Linked DNA regions of Sus scrofa: region 1 is linked to region 2. The links are chromatin contacts, called in public promoter capture Hi-C maps. All regions are on one chromosome and are shown on one strand. Each heading gives the region's core, a stretch centred on a gene start, on an enhancer-like site or on the middle of the called end of the contact. The rest is flanking DNA. Distances are from core to core; before and after follow the strand shown.

Region 1 (7,246 bases), core at 2,216-4,715, 180 kb after region 2:
GCCAGATCACCAATGCTGCTGACTGGTCCCATATGTTTGATTTGGGTAACTCGGTCAATTCCTGGGCCAGTTGTTTGTGGCTTGATCTGGGCAGCAGAGCCAAGAAACATGATGTGTGGTTACATAGAAAGAACGCTCTCTGACCATTCAACCCTGGGGCTATGGGTGCCAGGCACATAGTCTTCTTTAGTACCTACTCTTTTAATAAAGCCCACTTTTGGAGGTAATATATGCACCTCTTCTTCCCTTTTCCTCCTCCCCCCACCCCCGCCCCCTACCTTCCCAGGTACATGGAGATACCAAGTTGATGAAACAAGTCAATCATCCAACTTCACCTTCCCTTCCCACAATGCAACTTCAAGTGTGAATTTTCTTTCTTTTGGTCTTTTTAGGGCCGCATCCAAGGCATATGGAAGTTCCCAGGCTAGGGGTCTATCTACAGCTGTAGCTGCTGGCCTACACCACAGCCATAGCAACAGATCAGAGCCACATCTGTGACCTATACCACAGCTCACAGCAATGCTGGATCCTTAACCCACTGAGCAAGGCCAAGGATTGAACCCGAGTCCTCATGGATACTAGTTGGGTTCGTTACCGCTGAGCCATGATGGGAACTCCTGAAATTTCTTTGGTAACAAGCATTTTGCAGATGCTCCCCAGGGAACTTAGGGGTGCCAGGGAAGCTACCGGCAGCCACTTACAATTCACTTTTCTCCTCAAATAATAACATGAAGGTGAAGCCTGAGGCACACTTCTGATTTTATGCAGAGTGTTATTCTTGGGGAATAAACTCAGAAGAGCATAAATTAAGAGCATAATATCATGCTTTTCTTTGAGAAACACAATTTCATTCATGGTAATATGAAATTATGCAGTAGCAGGCCCTACATATTATATTACTTTCTACAGACAATTTTTTTTTGCAAAGAGATTGTATGTTTTTTGTTTTGTTTTTTCAACGGCCATACCTGTGGCATACGGAAGTTCCTGGGTTAGGGGTTGAATCAGAGCAGCAGCTGCCAGCCTAGGCCACAACATCCCAGCCACATCTGCCACAGCATACGTATGCCACAGCATACGTCACAGATAGGGCTGGATACTTAACCAGCTGGATACTTAACCCACTGAGGGAGGCAAGGTATCAAACCCGAATCCTCACAGACATTACGTAGGGTTCTTAACCCGCTGAGCCACAACGGGAATTTATGTATGTCTTTTTAATAAAGATAATAATTCTTTAAGAAGTAAATTTGAACTTCGAAGAGTCCTTAGATTTAACTTTTAAAACAACGTTTAGCTCTTTAATCCTGGAATTTAATGCGCATGGTGTAAGGGAAGGACCTTAGTTATTGTTGTTTTTTTTTGTCCCCAAACTATTGAACAACTCGTTTTTTTATAAAATTAAGGTCAATTCTATTTTGGATAGTAAAAACAAAACACCTCCTATGTAATCTCTGTTGTTTCTGTCATATTCATCTATCTCTTTGTCAGTATCATGCTGCTCTGGTTACTGTGTCTTTATAGCACATTTTGCTATCTAGTAGGGCAAGGCCCTTGTAACCACCTCTTGTTCTTCTTTCCCTCAAAATTTCTTGGCCGTGCTCATGTGTTTAGTCTTCCAGAAGGCTTTTTAGAATCAACTTGTCAAGTTCCAAAATCTTCCCATTGAGATTTTGATGGAAATTGCATTAAACTGACATCATTATAATACTGAATCTTCTCATCAGGAACATGTTATCTTTTCATTCACTTAGGACATTTCCAACATCCTTAAAATGCTCTGGTTTTCTTCATATAGATATGGCCTGTTTCTCAAAATGTTCTCTCTTTTATTCTGTTATAGTGAATGGGTAATTCCCCCTCCCCCCTTTCAGACTTTAAATTTTTGAAAAGGTTTTATCTTAGTCCAGGGTCTTAGGGTAGCGCTTTACAGAAATACACTCAAACCAACTTAGGGAAAAAAGGGGGAGGGGTGGGGAGAATTCTTTGGAAGGTAGCCAAGGCCTCTCCTGCCCGCCAAGGGCAGAAAGGGGAGTGGGCCTCACAGAGGGCTGGAAAAAAGAACTGCTTAGTCTCTTGCTGCTGCTTCTCTCAGTAGATGTTTTCTTAGTTTTCTTTGCTTTGTCCCTTTTTTGCATTCAAGGGGCTGCAGAACAAATCTGGGTACAGGGGTTATCCATGAATGGTGCCAAACTCTATGGGCTAGGAGGCACCCTTGAAACTAATCAAAGCACTGCAATGTCAGAAACCTCAAAAGAATGTCTCTTCTTGTGTGAAAAGTTTAGAATTAGCAGTAACAGTGTAAGAAAATCTGCCCTCCCAAGTTCCAGGTGACTGATAAAACAGGGACTGACCATCATCACCCTTATGGGATTAATAATTCAACAAAAATATATTGAGGTCCTACTTCTATTTTCAATTCATAAATACTGTTCACCATGTGCTTCCTTTTAGTCCATTTCACTGCCTTTTAGGCTTTTGGCTCAGAGTACACATAGAATGCTATACCTGCCAAATCTTATGCTTTAGTGGTAGAAACTGCCATTTCAAATATCTTGTCTTCAGAAAATAAATCCTTCAAAGTTTGCAACTTGGTACGAAGATGACTATGACCTTATTCCTACTCTCAACTGCCTTACGATTACTTTGAAAATAAGTCAGAAAATTGAGCACTACGTTAAAACAAACCAAACAAACAACTCCCGCAAGCCAAAAACTGTTATGAGACATTATTTTTTACTTAATCTAGTTCTGTAGTCAACACTGGCCTTTGACCTGGAGCCAGGTGAAAGCTACAATGGGAACCTGGAGCCAGGAAACTTTGCAGTCTTGGCGCTTTTTGTTACTTATTGAACGACCTTCGCAAGTAACCCAGGCTTTGTGAATCTGTTTTCTCATTTTCAAGCCCAAAATAGTAACAACTTTTAGATTCAGGTGTTAGGAGGCGAAATGCAGTAAAAACAAAGTACAAGGTGAACGTGAAGAGTTTCCAGTCGCTAAAGTGAGAGCGCGATACTGACAGAAGAAGGAAAAGCAGGTCTGGAGGGAGATTAAGGAAAAACCGTCAAAAGAACCCTGGAAGAGGCACCTCCGCCAGCCCCAACTCTTTCACAGATGTCAAAAAACTCCTATGGCGGATACGCTCTCCTGTAATTGGAAAACGGTGTTCGCTTTGGACGAGCCCCTTTCTTATTAGCAGAAATTTCCTCTTCTCCAAACTCTGCTTCCCCGCCTAGTCTGCAAACAACGAGTCAAGTTTCCCTCACAGGCCTAGATGGGCCCCCGGCCGAGCCCAGCGGGAGTCTCAGGCAATGCGGGGCCCACAACGTGGCGGGGGCGGCGGGGGCCCAGCTCCGGGATGGGGTCGGGCTGGAACAGCTGTGACCGCAGAAGACCCGCCCCCGCCCCCACCAGCGGGCACCGCCCCCATCCGACACGTTCGCACGACTTTAGGGCGCAGTTTCCGGCAGCGGAGGCCTGCTTTCCGTCCGTCCCTTCGGAGCGCCCATCTTCCGGGGCGGGACTTCCTGTCCATTATTGATAGGCGCCGGGCTGCAGAGGTGGTGGGAGGATCACCCAGGAAGGTCAGTCTGGCCGAGCAGGCCTTATATTCCTTGCAAGGGCACCAGGGATAAGTTCTTTATCGCTCTCTTTTTTGCTTTTTTCTCTCTGCGAAGCTCCGGCTTGCCCAGACGTCCTGGCCTTTTGGCACGACCATGCACCTGAAGCTCTTCCGCTTCCTCTTTCCCCAGGCTCCGCCCCCAGCGTCCTGTGGCCATGACGACCGCCCCGCGGGACTCCCTGGTGTGGAAGCTCGCGGGGCTGCTGAGAGAGTCTGGTGAGTGGACTTCCGGTTGGTTGGGACTGGGGCGAGATGGGATGCTTTTTACCTCCCAGGGACGTGCCCTTTGAAGAGTGCTGGAGTTCATTCTGGTTAGGTTCGCGAACATTTGGGTGTCAGAGAATTCATTTCTTTACTCCTCTGCGATTTATTTGCCCTGTTGTCCTTTATCTTTCACAGTCTAAACCTTAGCCATCCTTCAGGGCCAAACTCTTGTGCACTTCCTTCATGAGTTCTCTGATACTCTCAGAAGGAAGTGATCCTTACGTGGCTATAAGCCCCTCGAGACCAAGAACTGGTCATCATCATTGTTCAGTCAAAAAGCACGAGATTTGAAATCAGACCCACCTGGGTCGGAATCCCAGCTCTTTCAAACTTGAACAACTTTGTTTTCTGAGCCTCAGTTTTCCTCACTAGCAAAATGGCATGATTGTACTTAACTCAAAGGTTGCTATGGAGATTAATTTCGATTTGCATAAAGCATGTAGAACAATGATTGCATATATAGTAAGTGCTCAAAATGGGTCGTAATTACTATAATTTCTTTTGGAGCCCGGACGCAGTGGAGCCATAGTAGTTGTTGAGTAGTGGTTGGCATTCGTTGTGGTAGACCAAGTCCTGGCTTTAACATCAGATGGAAGTAGTAACTTCCTAGCAGCTCTATGATCTCAAACTAGAATCTTAACTTCTCTGAGTGCCAATTTCCATATTTGTAAGGAGGTGTTACAGTGGTTTTTAGAAGATTCTCATAAAGTTTAAATGAAATAACATATACCTGGCACATCTTACTCAATGTTACTGCCCTCTCTCACTCTCTACTCCATTTTTACTTTCTGGCTTGTTGTATTAACCTTGCACTTGTCTTATCTCCTCTTCTAGACTGGGAGGCTCTTTGAGGGCTGGGGGGAGTCCTTGAACCATGTCTATATCTATCCTTAGTGTCTAGTACATAGAAAATCCTTCGTACAAGGTTGTAGGATTTGATAATTTATGGAGCAAATATCTGACTTGGTTCCAGGAGTTAGGGATGATGGCGTGTGTGTGTGCACGCACAGTGTACACATGCAATTAATAGAGGTAGCAGAAGGGAGGGTATTGTGGTGATGGAATGGTTTTATCCTGATAGTGGTGGTGGTTACCGGAGTCTACACATAGCAAAATGTCATAGAACTATATATGCACATTGTACCAATGCCAACTTCCTGGTTTGGATATGGTACTCCATATAAAATGTAAACCATTAAGGGTTACATTTTAAAGGTTTGGGGGATCTTTTTATACTACCTCTGCAAAACTCTTCTAGTCTTTCTTTATATTTTCAAAAAACTTAAAAGAGATTCTCCATGTCTCCCTTGTAGTTGTACTTTTTAAGGGGCAGTTAATGAATACCAAAAGGTGCCTTCAAAGAGTCTCATTGGAGAAAGCAGTTTTAACCTGGAGAGTAATAGCAATACCTTAGTGCTATAACAAGTAGTTACTTCTGTGACATGCATTTCAGTGTTGATTGAAAGTTTCTATAAGTGTGCATGTTACTTTTGCAATCAGAAAAAGAAATCCACTCCATCCACTTTTATGTAAAACGAGTGATTATAGTGAAAAGTTCTGCAGTGTCATGTGTCAAGAAAACTTCCTGGAGAGCTGGGCAAAGGGGAAGAGGGGGTGTCTCAGAAAACGAGGAAGCTGGGAACTAAGTTGACTGTATTTCTAGTACTGTGAATAGACTAGGCTCTTTTGAGCAGAGGGGAAGGAAAATTTAGAAAAGTCAGAGTCTTGTAGTGAAGCAATCTTTACTATTAGGCTGAAAAGTTAGGATTTTTTCGAAGATAGAGAAGAGGCTACTGAGTGAGGAAAAGATATAAAGTTTGATCCTGCAGTGGAGGATCTACAATCTGAATTGGAGGGGGTGTATCCTGGGCTCACCAGAGCCTTTCCTTATGTCCTCCTTCTGTCTGCCCCTCTCCTTGCAGGGGATGTGGTCCTGTCTGGCTGTAGCACCCTGAGCCTGCTCACTGCCACATTGCAGCAGCTGAACCACGTATTTGAGCTGCACCTGGGGCCATGGGGCCCTGCCCAGACAGGCTTCGTGGCCCTGCCCTCCCACCCTGCCGACTCCCCCGTCATCCTCCAGCTTCAGTTCCTCTTCGATGTGCTGCAGAAAACACTTTCGCTCAAGGTTCTGGGGTGGGAATGGGAGAGGATGCACCAAAAGCCCAGGAGAAAGTGGAGGCGGGGCTGGGGGTCTGGCAGGAATGCATGGTGTCTGCAGGGCCCAGATCCAGATGGCGTAAGAGCTGTGGTTGGCTGTGCTGAGGAAGAGAGGCCAAGGAAAGGGATGCGTGCCGGGCCTCGGTGACCCGAGGGATTTTTTCTTTTAGCTGGTCCATGTCCCAGGTCTTGGCCTCCCAGGGCCCATCAAGATTTTTCCCTTCAAGTCCCTTCGGCAGCTGGAGGTACGGGGTTGTTGGGGGATGTTGGTGCATCTTGAGCAGCCATTTGGGGAGGGGAAGGAGGTGGCCTCTTTTGGTGGAGGGATGCAGGGCAGAGCTGAGTGTGCTCCTGGCTCTGCAGTGACATGCCACCCACTCTCCTTTCCATTTAATGCTGCCCTGAACCATTAGCAGCTTTGTCTTCGTTTCCCTCCGCTCTGTCAGAGGAGGTGGGGATGAGGGCTCTGTCTTCTTCCCTTGCTCCAGCTCCGAGGCGTCCCCCTCCACTGCCTCCATGGCCTCCGTGGCATCTATTCCCAGCTGGAGACCCTGATTTGCAGCAGGAGCCTCCAGGCATTAGAGGTGAGGAGAGTGAAGAGTGGGCCCAAGTGCCTTGTCCTGAGGGTCATGGAGGGCCTGGCTCTGACATTGCCCCTTCCCTGCAGCCTTCCTTGCCTCCCTCCTCCCTCTGGACAGTGTACTTGCTCCCTCTGCTGAGCTGCCCCAGCACTCTGTGCCTGTCCGTATATTTACAGTCCCACCTAGCATACTGTATTCGATATCCTCGCGTCTGCCCCCCCACTCTCCCCACAGTGAGCTCCTGGGGGACGGGGCCCTGGGTTTTCTTTAAGTCTGCATCTCCAGACCCAGCTCAGTATATAAAGAATGAACGAATGGCCGGGTGATAGAGTGTGGCCTTGGCAGGTGGGGCGCGGGGAGTGGAGGTAGCAGCACCCGCCTGCCCACACAGGAGCTCCTTTCAGCCTGCGGTGGCGACCTCTGCTCTGCCCTGCCCTGGCTGGCTCTGCTCTCTGCCGACTTCAGCTACAACGCATTGACTGCCCTAGATAGCTCGCTGGTGAGTGAGCCGCTGAAGGGGCTTTGGGAAATGACAGAGATGGGCCCTAAACGAGGAGGGCCAGCTCTGCCTGGGGGCGTCTGATTGTCTGCTTCCTCTTCCCATCCCCACAGCGTCTCT
Region 2 (7,561 bases), core at 4,429-6,928:
CTCCTAGGGCAGAATAAGAGTCATAGCAGAGACATCTCCTGGGTTCAAATATAGGGAAATGTTTTCTAACAGCAGAGCTGTCTGCTGTCCCATGACAGAGACATGTGAGGGACTCTTTGTGGCATGGAATGGGCTGCCTGGAGACACTCATTTTCCAGGCAGCAGAGGGATGCAAACTGGAGCAGCGCTTGCTGGAGTCACAGTACAAAATATTTAAGCCTTAACTGAGATGTGGGGGCATGGGACTGGTTGACCTTGTGACCTAGGAAGTTACCTCCAACCTGGAGTTTCCAAGATTCTCCAAGGTCAAAGAATTCTGGGAAGATCTCAAGCAAACATCAAGACTGGCTGCCTTCTTTAATTGATTCAACAAAATGTATTGATAACACCCACTGTACAAGGGGCCATACCACATATACAAATTTATAAATTGTCCCCCTTTTCTGACAAACACTGAATTAAATAGTCTGTCTTGGTAGACTTTCCCATTTCCAAGGGCAATTAGCTCAAGTGAGAAGTGTGGCCATAAAACAATGTGACTGCTATTTCAAAAAAAACAAAAAACCACTATACTAAAATTTATATATTCAAAAGCTTGTCCCAAGGATGTTCATAGCAACATCATTTGTTATAGTAAAATACAAATGCCTATAAATTAAAAATTGGGAGTTCCCGTCGTGGCGCAGTGGTTAACGAATCCGACTAGGAACCATGAGGTTGCGGGTTCGGTCCCTGCCCTTGCTCAGTGGGTTAACCATCCGGCGTTGCTGTGAGCTGTGGTGTAGGTTGCAGAAGTGGCTCGGATCCCGCGTTGCTGTGGCTCTGGCGTAGGCCAGTGGCTACAGCTCCGATTCGACCCCTAGCCTGGGAACCTCCATATGCTGTGGGAGCGGCCCAAGAAATAGCTAAGAAGACAAAAATAAAAATAAAAATAAAAATAAATAAATAAATAAATAAATTGGCCAAATAAACTATGGTAAATCCACACAGTGAAATATAAATGAGGATATTAAGAAGAATGACTCATGGCAAAAAAAAAAAAAAAAAGGAGTTCCCACCGTGGCTCAGTGGTTAATGAATCTGACTAGGAACCATGAGGTTGCTGGTTTGATCCCCGGCCTTGCTCAATGGGTTAAGAATCCGGCATTGCGTGAGCTGTGGTGTAGGCTTGGATCCTGAGTTGCTGTGGCTCTGGCATAGGCTGGAGGCTACAGCTCCGATTAGACCCCTAGCCTGGGAACCTCCATATGCCATGGGTGTGGCCCTGAAAAGCAAAAAAAAAAAAAAAGAATGACTCGGAACCTCCCAATGAAGAAGAGAGCAGGACAAGAGGACAAGATAGCTTTGTTGGTGAATCTACCAAACATTTCAGAATTAACACAAACCCTTCTCAAATTCTTCTTAAAATCTGAAAAGGAAGGAATATTTCTTAAATATTTCTACAAGCCCAGCATTAGCCTGATATCAAAGCCGAAGATATACAAGAAAATTACAGATCTATAGTCCTTATAAATATTAATATTAAAATTCTCAACAAAATACTAGTAAACCAAATTCAACAGCATATTAAAAGGATTATACACATGATGATGTGGGATTTATTCCTGGAATGCAAGGATAGTTCAACATATGAAAATCAATCAGTGTAAGATACTGCAGTAACAGAAAAAAGAGAAAAGCCCTCACAATCCACTTCACTTACAAGAGCATCTACAAGAGTAAGATACTTAGGGAGTTCCCATCGTGGCTCAGTGGTTAACGAATCAGACTAGGAACCATGAGGTTGCAGGTTTGATCCCTGGCCTTGCTCAGTGGGTTAAGGATCCGGCGTTGCCGTGAGTTGTGGTGTAGGTTGCAGATGCAGCTCGGATCCCGAGTTGCTGTGGCTCTGGCGTAGGCTGGCGGCTATAGCTCCGGTTAGACCCCTAGCCTCGGAACCTCCATATTCCGTGGGAGTGGCCCCAGAAAAGGCAAAACAAACAAACAAAAAAAAAAGAGTAAGATACTTAGGAATAAACAATAACCAAGGAGACATGATTTATACATTGAAAACTACAAAATATTGCTGAAATAAATTAGACTCAAATTGAAAGACATCCAGTGTTCATTGATTGGAAGACTTGATATTGTTAAGCTGTCAATACTTCCTGAAGTGATCTGTAGGTTCAATGCAGTGCCTATCAAAATCCCAACAATTTTTCTAAGATATAGAAAAATTCATTCTATCTAAAATTCATATGGAATCTCAAGGGACCCTGCATAGCCAAAACATCTTGAAAAAGAACAAAGTTGGAGGGCCTCGAAACTTACTACAAAGCTACAGTAATCAAAACAGCGTGGTATTGGCATGAAGACAGATACATATGTAGATGGAATAGAATAGACAGCCCACAAATAAATTTTCATTTATATGGATAAATGGTTTTCGACAAGCTGGAAAGGACAGCCTTCAGCAAATAGTTCTGGGAAAACTAAATATTCATACGTAAAAGAATGAAGTTGGATGCTGACCTTACACCACATATGAAAATTAACTCATAATGGATCAAAGACATAAAACTGAAAAATTCTTAGAAGAGAACACAGGGGATAACATTCTTCACACTGGATTTGACAGTGATTTCTTGGATATGTCACCAAAAGCACAGGCAATGAAACAATACATAGGTAAACTGGAGTTCATCAAAATTAAAACCTTTTGTGCATCTAAGGATACTATCAACAGAATGAAAAGGCAACCCACAGAGTGGGACCTCTGGAATTTTGTGCCAAGTATAATACCTATCCAGATACATTATTATTATTTTTAGCATGTCCAGTTCTCAGTAGTCCCCAGGGAAGTCTAAACTCTTACTCCAGTGGTGTTGCCTGCTTAAAACATGCTTTGGAATGCTCCTCTGTCACCTGCTTTCCAAGCCTCAGAGTGTTGTTTTGCTGCCCTCCATGGTAGCAAATCCTCAGGGGTGGAACCAAAATTTGGAAACAGCTCCAAGTGGTTCAGAGCCAGGTCTGGTAGATGTTGATTTTGACTAGAGAATAGATGGCATAAATTATTTATTTGTTTTCTGCCTCATTTCACCAAGGAACTGAGATCTCAGGCTGGTCCTGGGCAATTTTCTGGGGACTTTTCACAGAGAAGTGTCCCCAAAATGTTCTGTCCTCTCTCGTGTTGTGGAAATGGGTGCACAGTCTCCTACAGTAGATTAGTCAGGATTGTTTTGGTTATAAGTGACAGTAGCCAATACCAAGAGTTTAAGTTAAAAAAAAAAAAAAAAAAAAAAAAAAAAAAAAAAGGAAGGAAGAAAAAGAAAGAAAACTTTCTTGGCCCCCAAGCCAGGAAGGACACTGGGGGAGCTCACAAAATTGAGAGAAGAGCTGTAGAACCAAGGCCCCGGGGATGGGATTTAGAACTTCCGGCCCCTCATTCTCTCCTCTGTGGGTGTCTCTGCTTCCCCCGGTATACCAACCTCTCTTCCTCCACCTGAAAGACCTCCCTAGCGGGCAGGAAACATGGTTGCCACAGGCTCCAGTTTAGTAATCCCAGTTCCATCTATAAATTCCAGGGTAGGTCTCTGATTGGCCCTGCTCAGGTCCAGGCCCACTCCTTGAGCCAATCACTGCAGTCACAGGGATGCAGTTATAAGACTGGCTGCGCGAGCTGAGTCACCTGTCCACTCGTGGGTGTGTATGTGTGTGTGTGTGTGTGTAGCATTTGTTAACAAAAGAAGGGGGTGAGAAAGGAAGCTTGCAGGCTACATTGAACTAAAACAAGGACAGGGCTGCCTGGGATGTGCTAAGGATCCACATGGTCCCCCAAATTCTCCAGGAGCCTACCATCTAGTTTGGGAGGCGAGACACTAAAATAACCAGAACACAACAGCTTGCACTGACTCGAAGCCTGGATAAGAATATCTGGAACTCCCCACCCACCTCATAAGCTTGTCTCTTGGATAAAAATTAGAAACTGAATGTGAAAGGGTTTTGCAAAGACAGCAGCTTTGACAAAGCCCTTTGCAATTCACCTGGCACCTTCACACCCACCCTGGGGGCAAAGCACAGGCTCTGGAGTCGGACTGCCTCAGCTTCCTGAGCGAACAAAGGGGAGCATGGAACCAGTTCCCACCTCAAAGGGTTGTGGGAGAACTGGGGCTCATGGGTGGGGAGTGCTCAGCCCAGTGGCCCACAGTGGGAAGGAATTATTATTTGCATATTGTTACCTGAGCCTCACCAAGCCCCTCTTGGGGAGACATGACCTGGCTGACCAGTCGCACTTTATAGTCGAGGACACAGAAGAGGAGGACTTGCCTGCTTGTAGTATGTCTGCTGGTGATGGCAGAGCTAGCGTGCAAGAGCAGCCCTCAATTTCCAAGCTTTGCATTCCAAAAGGGTCAGGCCCAAGAGAGGCCTGCAGAGTGCCAGGTGGAGGTGTCCAGAGACAGCCAGGATTCGTGGAGAAGTGGGAATGTCCTTAGGGTCAGCCAGCACCTTGTCCTAAGGAGCCTGTGGAAGACTGGTCAGCCCTTCTGGGGCTCCATTGCTGCTGGGGGCATGGAGCATTATGGGGGTGCAAAGCAACTGGGGCTCATCACCCCAGCCTTCCTCCACCATCTGACACTCAGGTACCCGGCCCCCACCCCCAGAGCGCCTCTCCGGTGCGCTTTTTTTCCCGGCCTGATGCATTCTCCTCTATAAATACCAGCTCTGGTATTTCGGGTTGGCAGCTGTTGCTGCCAGGGAGATGGCTGGGTTGACATGAGGCTCCTGACAAAACACAAACCCCTCGGTGGGTGCGGGTGTGGGTGGTGTGAGGAGGGGCATGAATCAGAGGCGGGAGGTGGGCTCGAGGGGAGGAAGCCAGGCAAAGTTAGTGGCATGGGGGTGAGAGTATACAGTTATAATTGTCATCATTGGAAACTGAGAGCCTTCTAGCCCCTTTCTGGAAATCACTGTTGTTTATAAGCTTGAGGCCCAAGCCCAGAGGGAAACTGAGGCTGGAAGGAAGCTGGCACCCCAGTGCTAGCAGACATAACCCAGCAGGCAGGTCTGGCTCCCATTGCTCCTTGTCCCCGGGAAGCCCTCCCAGCCTTTCCACCTGTCCAGAGACCCTCCTCCTCTCAGCCTGGCTTCTGGACTCCTGGTCTTTGCCTGAGCCCTCCTAAGTGCTTGCCACATTCAGAGAATCTTGAGAAAAAACGGGTGATTTGGAGCCTTTCTTTAGAAACAGGCCTTGCTCGACATGACCCAAAATCTCTCCTGGGAGCAAAAACGAGTCCCTGTAAGTAAACATTAGCCTCTCCCCGATCACCCCCAGGAGGAAGCCGGCACCCCAAAGGCTGAGAGGGGGCCCCCCTTGGGGTGCCAGACGTGCTTGAGCCCTGGCCAAGCGCTTGGCTGGCCTGCCCATCTTCTGCCCTTCTAGGTCCATCGTTCTCTCCCACACCCTTCAGGGGCCCCCCTACCCGCCGGCCGAGGGGGCACAGGCCTCTTGCGGGGGAGCTGGCCTCCCCGCCCCCACGCCAGAGGCCGCCCTTTCCTGGCAGGACAGCGGGATCCTGCAGCTGTCAGGGGAGGGGCGGCGGGGGCTGATGTCAGGAGGGATACAAATAGTGCCGTCGGCTGGGGGCCCTGTCTCCCCTCGCCGCATCTACTCTCCAGCCGGCCGCCCGCCGCCGCCGCCGCCTCCTCCTCCGCGCCGCCCAGCCAAGCCCGCGCCGCCACCATGAGCCAGGCCTACTCGTCCAGCCAGCGCGTGTCCTCTTACCGCCGCACCTTCGGCGGGGCCCCGAGCTTCCCGCTCGGCTCGCCGCTGAGCTCGCCCGTGTTCCCGCGCGCGGGCTTCGGCACCAAGGGCTCCTCGAGCTCGGTGACCTCCCGAGTGTACCAGGTGTCGCGCACGTCGGGCGGGGCCGGGGGCCTGGGGCCGCTGCGGGCCAGCCGGCTGGGGGCCACCCGCGTGCCCTCCTCATCCTACGGCGCGGGCGAGCTGCTGGACTTCTCGCTGGCAGACGCCGTCAACCAGGAGTTCCTGACCACGCGCACCAACGAGAAAGTGGAGTTGCAGGAGCTCAATGATCGCTTTGCCAACTACATCGAGAAGGTGCGCTTCCTGGAGCAGCAGAACGCGGCGCTCGCCGCCGAGGTGAACCGGCTCAAGGGCCGCGAGCCGACCCGGGTGGCCGAGATCTACGAGGAGGAGCTGCGCGAGCTGCGGCGCCAGGTGGAGGTGCTCACCAACCAGCGCGCCCGCGTCGACGTCGAGCGGGACAACCTGCTGGACGACCTGCAGCGGCTCAAGGCCAAGTGAGGACCCGAAACCCCCTCTCCATGGGCTGGGGCGTGGGAGGCTAGGCCTAGGACTGGATCCAGTTGTCAGCACCCAGGGAGAGGAGGGTTGTTGCTGTGTTCCCCGAAGGGGAGGGACGCCTGGCCTTTCCCTTTGCTCGCAGTCTGCAGAGGAGGAATCTTCTTGCAGACATCATGAGGAGGAAAGGCGAGACCTGGGAGGACCAGGTGCCTTTTAAAAAGCATCTTAAGATGCTGGGGTGATGTTGCTGGGAGTCAGGTATGTAGGTGGAGAGAGGAGGCCCAAGTGCAGTCAGAGAGAGACTCTCAGCCCATCTGTGATGAGGCCCTGGGGCTGGGGGTGGAGAGGGGATCTTGGCCCCTGGGCCTGGCTGAGGCTGTACAGGGGGACCGGATAAGCTAGAGGAAGGGGGAGAGTGCCTGGGGGGTGCAGCTCTCAGCAAGCTTGGGAGGACTAAATGGTGGGCTCCACCAGGCTCCCAGTACATAAAGGCAGCAAGTATAGAGCAAGGACTCATGGGTCCTGCTTTTGGTGGCCCAAGAGAACAGAGTCCCTGTCCTTCCACCCAGGTCACAAATGTTAAGTGAGCACCTACATGGGTCAGGCTGGGGCTGGGGCCTGGGAACACAGAGGTGGATAAAATAGACACAGTTCTTAATCCCAGGGAGGTCACAGTCTGGTGGGGACAGAGGCTTCCAGGGTGTGGCTCCAAGGCAGCGATTGGGCCACTTCCTGTCCCCTCCCTGTGTGGGCAGGGCCTCCTGCCTCTACCCAGCAGCCATGCCTCCTCTGTGCTAAGCCCATTCTCTGGGCAGCCCCCAGACAGTCTTCTTCATTGCCACTTTTGTCCCTACCGTCTGTCCTTCTGTCTGTCTCGGCCAGGCTGCAAGAGGAAATTCAGCTGAAAGAAGAAGCCGAGAACAATTTGGCTGCCTTCCGAGCGGTGAGTCCTCTTTGGTCCCCCAGAAGCCTTGCTCCTTCTGTCCCCTGCTGCATGGGCTGTAGTCTCTCTCTGCCTTGCCAGGCTGATCAGTGACCCTGTCCCTCCCACCTGACCCCTTCCAGGATGTGGATGCAGCCACTCTAGCTCGAATTGACCTGGAGCGCAGGATCGAATCTCTCAACGAGGAAATCGCGTTCCTTAAGAAAGTACACGAAGAGGTACGCCCTGGTGAAAGCAGGTGGAAATGATGGGACCGGTGCTGGGCTCTGGGAATCGGGGTGTGAGGGTACGTTTGGGGCTTGGCCGGGGACTGA

What was found. Promoter capture Hi-C pulls out the DNA fragments that hold promoters and counts their contacts.
Region 1: a promoter capture Hi-C map of fetal liver shows a contact between it and region 2, with 2.4 times the contacts expected there. The contact joins the promoter of STK11IP here to the promoter of DES in region 2. A contact is called at or near these places in 1 of 5 promoter capture datasets (fetal liver) and 1 of 2 datasets of contacts at active chromatin or transcription factors (skeletal muscle).

What each region holds. Positions count from the first base shown.
Region 1 is chr15:121,600,610-121,607,855 of Sscrofa11.1, forward strand. It overlaps STK11IP (serine/threonine-protein kinase 11-interacting protein), which reads left to right and starts at 3,466. Exons shown (of 25, transcript XM_021075204.1): 1 at 3,466-3,584; 2 at 3,753-3,838; 3 at 5,809-6,014; 4 at 6,217-6,291; 5 at 6,535-6,630; 6 at 7,019-7,126; 7 at 7,240-7,246. The coding sequence starts at 3,778.
Region 2 is chr15:121,422,924-121,430,484 of Sscrofa11.1, forward strand. It overlaps DES (desmin), which reads left to right and starts at 5,679. Exons shown (of 9, transcript NM_001001535.1): 1 at 5,679-6,300; 2 at 7,187-7,247; 3 at 7,370-7,465. The coding sequence starts at 5,720.